Linked DNA regions of Drosophila melanogaster: region 1 is linked to region 2. The links are chromatin contacts, called in public Hi-C maps. All regions are on one chromosome and are shown on one strand. The core of a region is the stretch at or near the end of the contact, and the rest is flanking DNA. Distances in the headings are between cores, read along the strand shown.

Region 1 (7,023 bases), core at 4,192-6,691, 620 kb after region 2:
TTACACAAAGATGCAGGAATAAATGATTCCGGCTGAAGGGATTTTAATTGCTGAATAGGAGAGCTTATCTGGAAAAGTGTTGAGTATAACTGATTGGAAGATTGTGTGCAGAATAAAGAATTGGCAACAAAATGTTAAAGGCGTCTAAAAATACCACTCATTGAGCTAGCATAAAATCAATTAAATGGAGAAACTCTGTGACTTCTTCAAATAAAAAATAAAAACCGTTTCCAAACAATATATGTATGTTTAAACTAAAAGCTTTTAATGCGTCTCTGATTTTTAGACCAAGTCCTGTACTATTAGAATAGAATTTAGCACTCAGAACCAATCAAATATTACCAAAAAATCGCCATTAACTATAAATGCATTATTTACATGGCAACAGAAGAGCACAGAAGAAAAAAAAACATGAGAAAAAAATGCAAATAAAGCGCGTTTATTTTATGGCCAGCAAATCAATCAACTTTATTAATTACAAGTAATTAAAGTTTAATTAAGAGCCCAGTACAGTGCTTCTTCTTGCTTTTGTTTCAAGGTTGCATGTGTGTGCGTGTGTTTATACGATGTGCGCGTGTTTGTGTGTCCGAGTGTGCTTTTGTGTGGAAAATAAATGCAAATATTTATTTGGCAAAAGTCACAAATTGTGGAACGGATGCGGTGGGCGGAGCTGGAAACAAAATGGTGGCAAAAGTAGTGCGATATTGTTGTTGCTGCTGCTGCAATTTTGTTTGTCTGTTTAATTAAAGCAATATGTGGCCTCCAGGAAAGGAATGTTGGGTTAATTGACTCATCACTTATACGACAAACGAAGCACAAACAAACAAACAAACAAGCCAACGAACACACACATAAAGCAGGAGTAAGAAGAAGAAGAAGAAGAGTGTTTCCCAAATCAGCGCAGTCGACGAAGAAGAAAGAAGATGAAACAGTTCAAAAACCATTTAAAGGGCGTGGCCAGCATTTTGACATTTTGGAAAATTCCACACTGCGCAGCTCCATGACGCTCTCGACCAATCAGAAGTGTGGATTCCAAACGCAAAACTACGCCCACACACATAACGGTAATAGTGGGAACAGCAGGTGTTGTTCACAGAGCGACATCTGCCGGCAGCCCAGCAACACTTCCAAGGCCTATTAGCGGATACAAGAGCCGGCGTAGTCATGACACAAACCGCAGCACGCCTGTCTATGCAAACGAAAAACTGCGAAGATTTGGTATCGATTGGCGATGGGCCTCGGACACATCGATTATTATCGAATCAAACAATAACAAAAAAAAATCGCATTAAAAAACAATCAAAACAAGCTGAAGTTACTCGGAATCAATTGAATCGCGCACCGCGAATATGCAACCGCTCCGCCCCCCCGCGCCCCTTTGACAGTGTGCACAGCCATGACCACGCCCCCGCCACCGCCCACGCTCGCATCAGACGCAATTGAAGGCGCGGTGTACGCAGCAGGCGAGGCACTGCATCATCAACATGACCATCCGCAGCAGCAGCAGCAGCAACAACAACAACAGCAGCTAGCGAGGAATTCCCTGCTGGCGGACCTGCGAAGGTCAACGAATTTCTGGTTCCGTGCGGCCAAATCGACGGACGGACTGCAGTTGCTGGCCCAAAGCTGCACTAGAATTTTGCAGCATGGACTGGTGAGTCGCATTTGCCCGTGGAAATCCCGAAAGCATCGCACACACCTCGGCGAATACCCTACACTTAGAGCGAGGCATGTTGATTTGATCATTCATCTTGCACTATGAAACAATAGTTGAATAATTTAAAGATAAATCATCTTAACTCAGCTCAAGTGGTAAATATTTCTACAGAATCAAGTGAACCTAATACCCCAATAACTAATTATAAAGTAGGGGAGTCTCTAAAGTCTATGCAATCAGCTCTTTGCAGTAAGCAATCAAATATGATATAAACATTTACATATGTATTCAAATGAATTTCCCTGAATGTCTGTCCCACATAAAGAGAGTATCAGCTACTCGCTGCGCGCGTGTCGTAGACTTTCCCCATTGTTTTGCAATCGAATTGTATTTATGCAACGCCTCACTCTCCATTCTTATCAGTTGCAGCCCGTGGAACTTCGCCGACTGGCGGACGACTTTGAGTTTCTGCTGGCCAGTGCGGGAAAACAGCAACAGCAGACCAAACCGCAGCCTTATCGACCGGATTACGCCGCCCGAGACAGTGCGTCAATGGTCAACGGAGTCGAGGAGTTTCTCGGCGAGTGGACTACCCGCTGCCTGCGTGCCCGTTGCCTTTCGCAGTGCCTGCAGACGCTGGTCTCCGATCCGGAGCTAATGGAGCTGTACTATCCCAGCGAGGAAGCCTTCCTGCGACGATCCGGTGATGCCACCGCCTTGTTCGTTTGCCTAACGGCTGTCCAGCTCAATCAGAGCGGACTGCTAAGCCAGCTGGAGGTTAGGCATCAGGTGCGCCACCGACGCACTTGCTCACAGCCGAACTTTAGCATATCGCCCAAACTGCAAGCGGTGCCGGAGGAGAGACTGCAGAAACGCATCTTCCTGCGGCGATTGAAGAGCCTACCAAATTTAAGTCAGGAGGACGAGGAGCTGGACGATAGAGCAGCCTTCAGACGGCGTTGCCAAACATTCAGCAGCTCCAGAAGCCACAAGCTGAGGGAGGATCACTTGGATGCCCCATCTACCAGTTCTTGTTCGTCCCACGACAGTCCCAGACGCATTCAGCTGATCAACTGTGATGACATAAAGATCTGGACCGACCAAACGCCCCAGGAAGTGCCAGAGGAGGTGCACGAAAAGTTGCAACAGGCATCCAAAGCGTCCACGTCAGTGGGCGGCTATCTGGGCAGCTTCTTCGGCTCGCCGCCTCTCTATACCAGTTGGTTTCATCGCGGCGTCGGCGACGATCTGAATGCCTCGGGAGATGGTGGTATGTTGGACACCTTCCTGCCCGTGAACGGTCGAAAGCTAAAGAAGCAGCACACCCTCTTCGAGGGCGTCAGCATGCTGGACGAGGCGGCATCCTCCACAGCCTGCATCTCGTCGGCACCATGGGATATTCAAGGATCAGCCGGCGACAGTACCACTTCCACAACAGCGTCCAGTTCTGTGAGCATTACGCCCGGCAGCGATAAGATGGACCAGCAATCGCTGGCCTCCTTCCTGCAAATGTCCCGGCAAACGCACAACAATACACAACTGGAGAAGGAGAACGCTCACTTCAGGATTTCGGAGGCCTGCATTACGGCCATAGAGCACGTCAAGTGGAGCAGGAGACTGGCGACACCAGCGGGTCCGACGAGCCATAATCTGTCGGAGCCGAATTTGATGCCCTATGCAGAGCAGATTCCCGGCGGCGGCATGCAGAATCACAGTGCTGAGGCCGTGGGTCTCCAGCTAATATCCCGCTTCAGTGAGCAGCAGCTACCCCGTTTGGGCCATCTCAAGTGGCTGGTCTCCGAGCAGGAGGCACCGCAACAACTGTTGCCGCTGCCCACGCCGAAACAGGATCATGAGCAGGCCAGTCTGACCAGAGGCACCTCCAGTTGGGCGCCGCCGCGTCAGCAGATCATATTCACCGAACATCCCTCGGAGAGCCGATCCAAGGTGCTGCAAAAGCAGAATCATCGCTGTGCCGGCTGTGGAATGCGGGTGGCCAAGCACCTGCAGCAGCACTTTCGCTACTGCACTTACCTGGGCAAATACCTGTGCACCGGCTGTCATCGCAATCAGATTTCTGCGATTCCCGCGAGGATTCTGCGCTCCTGGGACTTTCGCTGCTATCCAGTCTGCTCATTTGCCTACCGTCTAATCGAGCAGATGTACGCCTTTCCGCTGTTCCACGTCCCAGATCTGAATAGCCAACTGTACAAGCACAAGGAACTGGCGAAGGCGAGAAAGAGGAGGCTGCAACTGCAGGCGGTCAAGGGATTCATAGCCAACTGTCGATTTGCAACGAGGTAAGTGGGACAGTAAAGAAACAAAGCGTTCTATGCAATCACTTCTTTTATGTCTTCCTCTTGTGCAGGGAGCAGTCATTCTTCAATGCCATTCCGGCGCACATTACCCAGGATCCGGACATGTGGTCCATGTGCGATTTCGTTGACGTGCAAAATACCAGCATGAATCGCTCCATCAAGGAGGTGATCGCACTGAGCGAACAGCACGTCCACAACTGTGTGGTTAGTAGTCCGAAATGGGATGGCTGAAAGCACCATTCATTGATCGTTATTTGATCTTATATCTTACATATATTTCAGCTATGTACAGGTCGTGCCTTCGTCTGTGAGCACTGCAAGGGCGGTGAGCTCATCTATCCGTGGCAGCGAAAAGTCCAACGCTGCGATCGGTGCGGTGCCTGCTTCCACAACGGCTGCTGGAAGGTCAGGAGTCGGTGTCGCAACCAAAACGATCCTTGTCCCAGGTGCTCCCGCCTTCAAAGCCGTGCCAGCTAACATCCGATCAAAGAAAATCGAAGGGCAGGATAGGAATTGGCGAAGAAATGTAGTGAAATCCACTTTCGCCTCGGAAACTGTATATACAAAATTTGGTTTTGGCGATAGGAATTTGTTTTTTTTTTTTTTTGTTTTTTGTTTTTTGTAATTCGCATAGTTTTTAGAGTTAGGCCTTTTTTTTTTTGTAAATCCAAAGTTGCTTATTCGTAAAGGTATTGCTGAATATATAACATGTTGCTTTCCGTAAGTAATTTGTTTATAAAAAATCTCTTTTAGGATCCATTTGCTTCTAAACGAAACTAGAACCAAATTGAAACATCACTTATTTGCCTGGAAAAAGACGAATTTTTATTTAAGAAAGTATTATTTAAAAAAAGCTTGCTTATTATTAAATAACAAATAACATGTCACATACACACTAAATATTCTAAAAATATGTTAAAAAAAAAAAAACAAAAACGGATATTTAACCTATAGTTTCCGAGGTCGAATTCACACTTCCCCCTAGTGATTTTATATATTTACATAACAACTATTATTATATTTATACAACTACTGTAAATAACCATTTAAATTACCAAAACTGTTATGAGAATCGTTTACCTCAAGCGAAAGATGTGAACCCATGTTGATTTTATACATACATATATAACAAATACGATACGAATAGTTTGTTCATCCTATATTTTTCTCGCTGGGAGGCATTATTATGTGAGTCATGGAGGGGGGAACCCCCACTGTAAAATGTTTATTGGCTCTGTAGATAAAAAATGTTAAAATTTTTAGTTTTTTAAAGATTTAAATGGGTGAAGTATGGAAAACAAAGTTCCCTTACAAAATATACATTCCATATAAAACGTTTGGAGCAATGGCAAAATAAAGCAGGAAGTTTTTAATAATTATGGAAATAAACTGTAAAATCTGAAAAATTGAAATTCCTAGAAACCGCTAAAAAAAAATGTTTCCATTCTGGGAAGAACCAGTTCTTTGGTATTTTGCCGAACGCGTTAGTGTTTCTGTATGAGCCGGGTGTACACGTCATTAAATTACGAACTAAAATTAAGTCTAACAAAATAATAGCAGTTGGAAAAGTGCATAGCCTAATTGTACATTCTTTTAGAAGATCCCTTGGCCAAACAAATTCGTTTCAATAGCAAACTACGTTATAACTACCCGATGCATCGCACACGAATCTCGAACTGCAACTAGTTCGTGATTTTTGCACCCATAAACTTCGGAATCGGAACCAACGAACCGCAATGGACGCGAAGTGAACCATGGGTTTATTTTATTAGTTACCAATCGCAATTCACTCTGCGCGCATTGAATTTTCGTTCTGGAATTGAAATTAATTCGCTTCGAACTTCGCGTTTAGCGTTCGTACACGGTTTTTGTTCTTGTTTTTTTGCGCAGTGCGTGTGTACATGTGTGTGGTACTTGTGTGCGCGGCGGCAAATGCGAAATTACAAGCATAAATAAATGCCGTCGATTGTTTGCTAATTAGCTATCGGCGAATATCGGGAAAACGAGCGGAGAACGGCAAATAGGCGAAAACTAAATCAACAGGTAAATATTGCCAGCGAAATAGGAAGATGGCACAAAAACTTCCGAAACTTCGCTCTTCCTCTTCACGCCACACACACACATGCGCAAATTAGGAGTGCTCGTGTGTGTGTGTGTGTTCGCTATTAAAAATGTCTGTCGCCGCTAACGGAAAAAAACAAACACTTAAAAAGAAACAACAACAACGCCGGCCGCTTGTCCCAAAAATCACAAAAAAAAACACCCAAAAACGAAATGCAAATGAATGAGCAGGGAAGAGAGTGTAAAGAAGAGCACATAGAGCGGCGAAAGAGCGACCGAGATAGCGGCTGTCTTTACACATATTGTCTTTGCTCCCGCAGTTAATCATAATTTTACAACCCCTCTCCCTTCTACCAGAAATAGATGAATGTCCACGTGAATTTCACACTTCTTCCACCCCTCTCGCTCCATCACAACGTCCATGTGAAGGTCAACTATGACCCTGGACTTGGAGCAAAAACAAAAATATTGTATATTATTGATTTGCTTCACTTTTTTTCCGCTTCTCTTGCGGTTTCTTTTCCTGCTTCCATGCCATTGCAAAAAGAGCAATCAGAAAAACAGCTGATTGAGGCTAAACTTGAAATACCCTATAATTACAGGGTACATAGAGTCGGGTACATAATGTCGCGTGACAAGCGACACTAAGAACGAAAAAAGAGAAGAATAGGGAGCATAGATTGGCAAGATAGCGCCATCTGTTGGGCATGCAAAACATGCGTAGATGTAAACAAAAAATGATATTAATCAAAAATAAAGGGTATCCTTTAGATCCTTTGATTTTATGAACTCTTCCTCAAACCCTAGCATTGATCTTGTACACTTCAAAAATAAGCGTATTTATAACGAATATTTACCATACTATATACCACTATGTATGTTTTTTTGTTTACATTTTATTCGACTGTTTGTCAACCAATTGCAAATTGATATTTGTTGCATAAAAATAGAACGCTCCGCATTTAATTAAACCCAATGATACGCATA
Region 2 (7,515 bases), core at 2,078-4,577:
ATAAACATCGTTTTTATTTACCTCGCAAGCCTAAAGCTCATTCACCAAGCACTCAACTCATTAATTAAATATTTTTATTTCTGTCCTGCTTAAAATCCATGCACTTGAACTACGGGCAAATATATCAATTTTATTTAAATAAATAAAATTCTCAAGTGAAGCACACTCACTGGCACACACACATACTAACGCACGCTCTCGACTGAAAGTTGCAGCTGCTCAGGCGTGCGGTAGAGCGAGACAACAGTAGGGGGCTACGTAATACGTAGCCAAATGCAAATATGGCGGCATGTCGCCGTCCATGTGTGTTTGCGTTCGAGTGTGTGTGTGTGAAGTGGCATTCGGACGAGGAGAGCATTTGTTGTTGTAGGTTTTAGTGCCATCGTTGTGTATCTGCAAAAAGAGCGAGCGAGCGAGAAAGAGGGAGCGGGTCTGATAAAGAGTCATGGGATGGAAGGGGGTGGGAAAGGGGAGCTGCCTCTAGGTTAATAAATCGTGCTAATAGTGGCACGAATTTAAAGCCGGTTTACATGGCAACATGCAGCAAATGCAGAAGCCGAAGAAGAAGCAGAGGCATCAGAAGAAGCAGCAAAAAACGAAGAGCAAAGCACCAAAAAAGCATCAATGAATTTGAATTCACAGCTAGGGAGAGAGAGAGTGAGAGAGCCGCCGCACCGCAATCGAAATTTTGCGCTTATTTACGATAAACATATCTTCAATTTAGCGCCCGACAAGTAAACAAACAAATTGCGTTTGCCTATTTACGCGCCAACCAGCAAAGTGCAGCAGCAACAACAATTGAACACAAACGAGAGCGAATAAACGAAAATCCTAAATGCCGGTAAAAAGTACATATGCAGATATATGCGATTTATAGAAAGAGAGAAATGGAAATTGGGAGAGGGCGCGAAGTCATTTGCCATTGAATATTATGATAAAATATAGGAAATCTGTGGGATGCACAGATACTATTTATTTATAGTGAATAATATATATGAATAATATTCACAGTATAAAGGAAAATCTCTCAAAATATAAAAGTGAAACGAACAAATCTTTCCAACAAATCACATCTTTGGGAATGTAAATAGTAAACTAGATTAGTTTATTTATTTTTATAATAATCATTTGGACTGCTTTGCTTTCAAAAACGATATGATGTTGCATTCGAGTTAAAAGAAATCTAGGATCAGTAGAAGTAGCAGATTAATTCGAAATCACCCTGGGAACATTTGGTATCTCAGTTATTGCACAGTTAAATTGTAAATAAACATGGAATGCATCGTTTTCCCAGGCCACGGGGAAAAAAGGGTTGTTGCGGCAGTTGAATAAATCCGGGGAAAAGCAGCTGTCGTGTCGAAATTTCCCTCCATTTTGCCGGGTTGCTGACCCCTAAGCAAATACTCGAAAACTAGCAGAAAATGCAAAGTGTCCTTGGGGCAAACCGAAGAGGCGCGCTCTTGTGTCGTTTTCCACTGTGCGAAGGTGGGCGGCTAGTGGTGGAGGAGGCGGGGGTAAACGCCACGTGCGCTGCACTTTTTAAACTTACTTTTCCTTTGGATTTTATCGTTCTTCTTTTCTTTTTGTTGTTTCGTTAAATCCACTCGTTCTGTTACTGTTTATTCGCTATTATGGGCGAATATATGTATATATCCGAATGACTTTTGATTTTGGCTTTGTTTATGGCCGCGCTGCCGCTGGATGTTGATTTTGTCTTAGCCAAGTTTAGCTTGTCGGTTTTGTTTGTTGTTGTTGCTGAATTGCGTTGTTGCTATTGTTGCTGAATTTTGAATTGAACATATACAACATACAGATTGTACACGATTGTTAAAAAGTTGCAACTGTAAAAATAAAAACAAAAAATATTGGTCACATCGGGCACTATTTTTTTTCTCGAGATTTTTGGATTTGCGCGCGCCAGAGAATGAGTGTGGCGTAAAGAGAGGGAGAAAGAGTAAAATCCCCAGCGACAAATGTAACGTAACCCACAACGTAAGCGTCTTCTGTACGTCACCACGCTACGTAGGCCACGTAACGGTATGCTAACGTTACCGACGGCGCCGCAAAACCGCAAAATCAAAAAATACAATAACAAAATCGACAAAATTATAGATTTTCAATGTGCACGTCGGTTTCTTTTTGCTAGCGAAAATCAACTAGCGCTAGTATATTTTGCTTTTGTTTTTTCTCATTTCGAGTGAAACTTTTCGCGCGCTTCTGCGTGTGTATTCCTCTTTTTTCGTTTTTTCTTCTTTTATTTGTTAATATTATTCACTTGGTGACTACACACGTTCATGCTCATGCCCCCTCACTCGACACACACACGCACACACACTGACGAACGTTTCTGCTTCTTGCTCCTCTTTCGTTCGCTTTTGTTCCACCACCGAAAAAAATGAAAAAAAAAATTTGTCATGTCCATTGAAGTCTCACATTTTTCAAATGCATTTTTTGGCGCTAAAATCTTATAAATTTCAACATTTTTCCATTCGCATCTGATCCCCCGCAATTAGCACTCCACTTCGAACACAAATTTATATAATTTTTGCCATTTTTTACCACAATTTTTAGTAATTTCTACACACCGATATATACGTACGCGCTACGATTTTTCGACAAACGCGCGAGTTTCTTCTGAGTCGCCATCAAATATACAAAATTTTTTTTCGAAATTACTGAAAATGCGAATACACACGCACACATGGACAGCCGACGGGCACGAGGCGCACGCGCTTGGTACATGCGGCTATGCCGCTCTAACGCACTGCTTTTATTGATAAATCGAGAGCGGGACAGCTAGAGCTACCGGCCGAGAGAGAGCATGTGAGAAGAGCGTTCTGTGCGAGTGTGTGTGATAGAGAGAGCCAGAGAGCAAAGTAGTCACACATACTCTCGCAAACTCATAGTGGCTTTCGTTCTCTCCTTTTCTCAACCATTTGCACGTACTTTTAGCTTTTTCATATGGCTATTTGGGAAATTCACCAGCAGTTTACACTTATGCTGTTGTTAGTTTTAATCCATTTATACTGGTAGAACGTAGATTCGTCGGCTACTTTACATTAATTTCGTAACGTAAGCGCAACAAAAACAAGGCTGTCATCGATATAAGCAGGCGTTTTTGTCTGAAACTATCGTGCAATAAGTGACTCCGATAACCAGAGTTCCTTTACGTGTTTCTCGATTACTTATCGGATTGTGTTTGCGAGCACAAATGTCTCTTTTAGCGGAGACACAGTCCTCCAAAACTGTGCAACACTGTTCCTAGGCTCGGTGTGACCAGAGCTATTTAACAACACTGGCGAACATCGGATGGCAAATATCGAAAGAACATTGACTGTTGTTCCACCCCCTGCTGACACCATCTGGTAACACTGAACAACAGACCAGATCCGCGGACAAAGCAAAGCAGTAAATATTAATTTAATCCAAATCCAATTCCCGACACCAATTGGCGGCCTTCAGCTGCTGCTTCTGCAGTCGAATTGTATTTTTTTTTTTGGTTTTTCGTGTCACCCGATAAGAGTTAAATTCGCTGATCTAGCGAATAACGGTGGCAAGTAATTGTAATAACTGCGTGTGTGCACAGTGCTAGTGTTTAGTGTGCGAGTGTGTGCGTGTGAGTGGGAACTCCACAAGTGTGCGAGAAGGCAAATCAAAATAAGAAAAGTGCCGCCCTGATGGAAATTAATATCGCGAATTATCAGCGAAAACGCAGCGAAAGTTAAGCCAAAGTGCTGCGATTAATCAGATAGCGGGTGAAATAGTGGGTATTACGTAAGAAATCAATGGATTCCGGGCTGCATTTGCCCAAAAAAAGAGGAAGCAATATCGAAGCGCTACTTTTATCTCCTCTTTTTTCGATGATTTCATTCGCAGTGACGACACACAGGCACGCACACACCGAACGCCGTATCTGTGTGTGGGTTGTTTGTTGAGCTAAAAAAAATAATGAATCCTCACGATACATTCACTCGTTTCATTTTTTTTGTTATTATTATTCATCATATTTATTTATTTCTTTGAGTGTGCATATCGGCGACTTCGCGACGCCAATTGCTGATTACGCCCCCTCCCTTTTCAGTGCAACTTCCCCACCCCGGAGATCTTGCACTCGAACTAAAAATCGAGTAGAGTACGTAGGCAGAAGCGAAAAGAGCGTACAAAAATCAAGAGCTCAGTGGCAGCAGCAGGAATTTGTGTTTGTCAGGGGATTGCCCAGATTTTCGGGGTAATTGTCCACTTTATAAACAGCCAACCGAATTTGAAACCAACTGTAACTGGAAGTAAAAACCAATTTTACCAAAGCTATCAAAAAAAAAACAATAAAAAAAATGAAATCCTCTGCGCGCCGCTGGTTTAACCAGTACGCCCACATGTGGGCGGCCCAGATGTGCCTCGTTTTTGGCCCAATGGCTGTGGGCGTCCATCCGTGGTTGAAACTATGCGCTGCAGATGCTGTTTACTCAGGCGGTTTATAGTATTACGAATTTGCTAGCTAAAAAACTGATTAAAACTACTACTAAGTGCACAACTCATAACTTTGATATGCTGTGACTGGGTGTATAAATGATAATCGAATGAAATTATTCAATCCAAGGGTATATAAACATGGGCTTAGTCGTTTTTAGTTTGTTTTCCTTTCGGCACACGATCTGCTGCAAATCAAGCTCTGTGGTGTGTTAGTGTTCGTTGTGTTGTGTGTGCGTGGGCGTTTAAAAATAGCCGACCAACACAACACCCATACGTATACGTAATCTGCAGCCCTTTTTTTTCCGTTCCGTGCATATGGAATTTTGATTTGAGTCTTGAGTGGCTTGGAGTGAGTGATTCATGTGGCTTTAGGCGGAAAGGAAACCCAGCGAAGCTGACTCAATGACCACTCATTGTTCGTTCGGCCTTTGTTTACATTTTGCCAGGAGCCAAGAGAGCGAGAGAGCGTGCTAACGGAACGTGCTCGAATGAGTAATTCGCATTGCATTTGACGTTTATCGAAAGCTCTCTTCCTTCCGCTTTTTTCCTTTTCTTTTCGGAGGCCAACAAAAAAAAACAACAAAAGCACGCAGGCACGCACACCCACACACAAGTTCGTACATCAATCGCTTGGTGTGTGTGTGTGTTTGTGAGATGAGTCATCTGGCCAAGTTGATGAGAAAATAAAATTAAACATTAAGGTAGAGCGAAAGAAACAACAAAAAAAGGGGACAGATGTGCGGCCATTTGCTGTTGTTTGTTGTTGCAATAAAGAAAAAAGCAGGGCACGCGGAGAAAGCAGTGCTCGACAAGCAGTGCAGTCAGCAGCTGGACTTTTACGTACACCGGCGTTCGTAAAAATTGCAGCGAAATCGAAGAAATCAAATTGTGTCTTAAAAATAAATGAAAGATTAAGGCATATAAAAAAAAATAATATAAAATATGTAGCATTAGAAATATAAGTGAACCAGGAATGGCTTTTATAATAATTTCTGCCCCTTACTTAACATCTAGTGCTAAATCCAACAATTTTAATTCACTTACCATTGCAGCCGGCGCACAGAAGCGACAGAGACAGAGCACACACAGCACCTGGCACATCCAAGGATATCCGATCCTCCTGCATCCCGAATCATCCACAACCTGCACCAACCGCTAACCGCCAAAGCCATGATCCTCGAGAGAAACCGGAGGTGCCAGCTGGCCCTCCTCATGATCGCAATACTGGCCGCCATCGCTGGACAAACGGATGCCCAGAAGGCGGCCAAACTGACGGCAGTGAGCACATGTGCATCGAAGGAAAAGTGTCACACCTGCATCCAGACAGAGGGTTGCGCCTGGTGCATGCAGCCGGACTTTAAGGGCCAGTCGCGGTGCTACCAAAACACCAGCTCACTGTGTCCGGAGGAGTTCGCCTACAGTCCGATAACAGTTGAGCAGATTCTAGTGAACAACAAACTAACGAATCAATACAAAGCTGAACTGGCGGCTGGTGGCGGCGGCTCCGCCATGTCCGGCAGCAGCTCAAGCTCCTACTCGTCGAGTTCGAGCTCGTCGAGCTTCTACTCGCAGAGCTCCTCGGGATCCAGTTCCGCCAGCGGATACGAAGAGTACTCTGCCGGCGAAATTGTCCAAATCCAACCGCAGTCCATGCGACTCGCATTGCGCGTCAGTGAGTAGCAAACGATTGCATCATCCATGTGACCTACAAACTAATCCCTTACTTGCTTATCAATACACCTTAGATGAGAAACACAACATCAAGATTAGCTATTCCCAGGCGGAGGGATATCCGGTGGATCTCTACTACTTGATGGATCTCTCCAAATCTATGGAGGACGACAAGGCCAAATTGTCTACGCTGGGCGACAAGTTGTCCGAGACCATGAAACGCATCACCAACAATTTCCATCTTGGTTTCGGTTCGTTTGTGGACAAGGTGCTCATGCCCTATGTCTCGACCATTCCCAAAAAGTGAGTATGACCTACATAAATGTGAAGGAAAACCATGAATTGGAAATAGTTCTACAAATTTTGCTGATTGAAGATGATGCCAGATGCCGTCAGTTGATGGTGCATTTCTTTAAGGCCTATTAAATTATTGTATTTATATATTATATTATACAGCGTATTTGACTTGTTAAAATTATGATTTGTCTATTGTAGCGTACAATAGCCCCTCTAGTCATGACAATGTGCTTATGATTCAAATAGCGAATCAAATTAAGTTTATTTTTAAGTGATGCTACTTTCCAGAAACTCTGCAATAGTCATATCCTATTTGTCAGCGCTTTTGCAGGCAGCACTGCCGCTTGACTTTCGAAAAAAAAAAAAAAAAAAACTCAAATTGATAATGATTGATAAAATTGATAACACCATCACCTTATCAATATAGAATTCCAAAACAATTTCCTCTTGCTAACTGTAGAACGAAATACATAAATTCCTAACCCATTGGCTCTATAAAATTGAAAGTGCAGCTCAACATTCTGTGTATCCCAATGCTGCTCTATATGTTTAATTTTGAGCTAATTTTATCTAATTTAACATACCACATACAGCCGCTAACTTTGTTTAATATTTATATACTTACAACCAAACCATGAACGAACACCAACAAAACAACATCAACGCTCGACGGAATCGAATCGAATCCATAGACTCGAGCATCCATGCGAAAACTGCAAGGCTCCCTATGGTTACCAAAATCACATGCCACTCAACAATAACACCGAAAGCTTCTCTGTAAGAGACGATTAATGTATACTGCACCCGTATAAACCCATCCACCTAATTGTGCCTGCTCCCATATCGATATCAAATATCAAATAGATCAAGATCCGTAGGATTTACATATGTGCATGTTTCCCCATTATCCCATTTGCTGGCCCTATCCCATCCATTGCACCTTCTAGTTTAAGTACTATACCTAAGTGTTTGTCTATAGTTTTTTGTGTTGTACGCTGCCGGATCGGGTTATCGCTGATCAGCACATTTTGACATTTTTATCCTCCACTCTCTATATAGCGTATAGCATATAGCCCA

The links. A called contact is a pair of places that touch in the nucleus more often than the background predicts.
Region 1: a Hi-C map of the Kc167 cell line shows a contact between it and region 2, with 2.1 times the contacts expected there. The contact joins the promoter of CAH3 here to the promoter of mys in region 2. A contact is called at or near these places in 3 of 107 Hi-C or Micro-C datasets (the Kc167 cell line, the S2 cell line and embryo).

The regions. Positions count from the first base shown.
Region 1 is chrX:8,675,811-8,682,833 of dm6, forward strand. It overlaps CAH3 (Carbonic anhydrase 3), which reads left to right and starts at 5,442. Exons shown (of 5, transcript NM_001298094.1): 1 at 5,442-6,018. Rubicon (rubicon,) reads left to right here and starts at 1,253. Exons shown (of 4, transcript NM_001272419.2): 1 at 1,253-1,654; 2 at 2,081-3,957; 3 at 4,026-4,179; 4 at 4,258-5,102. The coding sequence starts at 1,397. The coding sequence ends at 4,452.
Region 2 is chrX:8,058,318-8,065,832 of dm6, forward strand. mys (myospheroid) reads left to right here and starts at 3,328. Exons shown (of 7, transcript NM_080054.3): 1 at 3,328-3,408; 2 at 5,523-6,142; 3 at 6,216-6,444; 4 at 7,131-7,215. The coding sequence starts at 5,641. It also overlaps a transcript of fs(1)h not described here.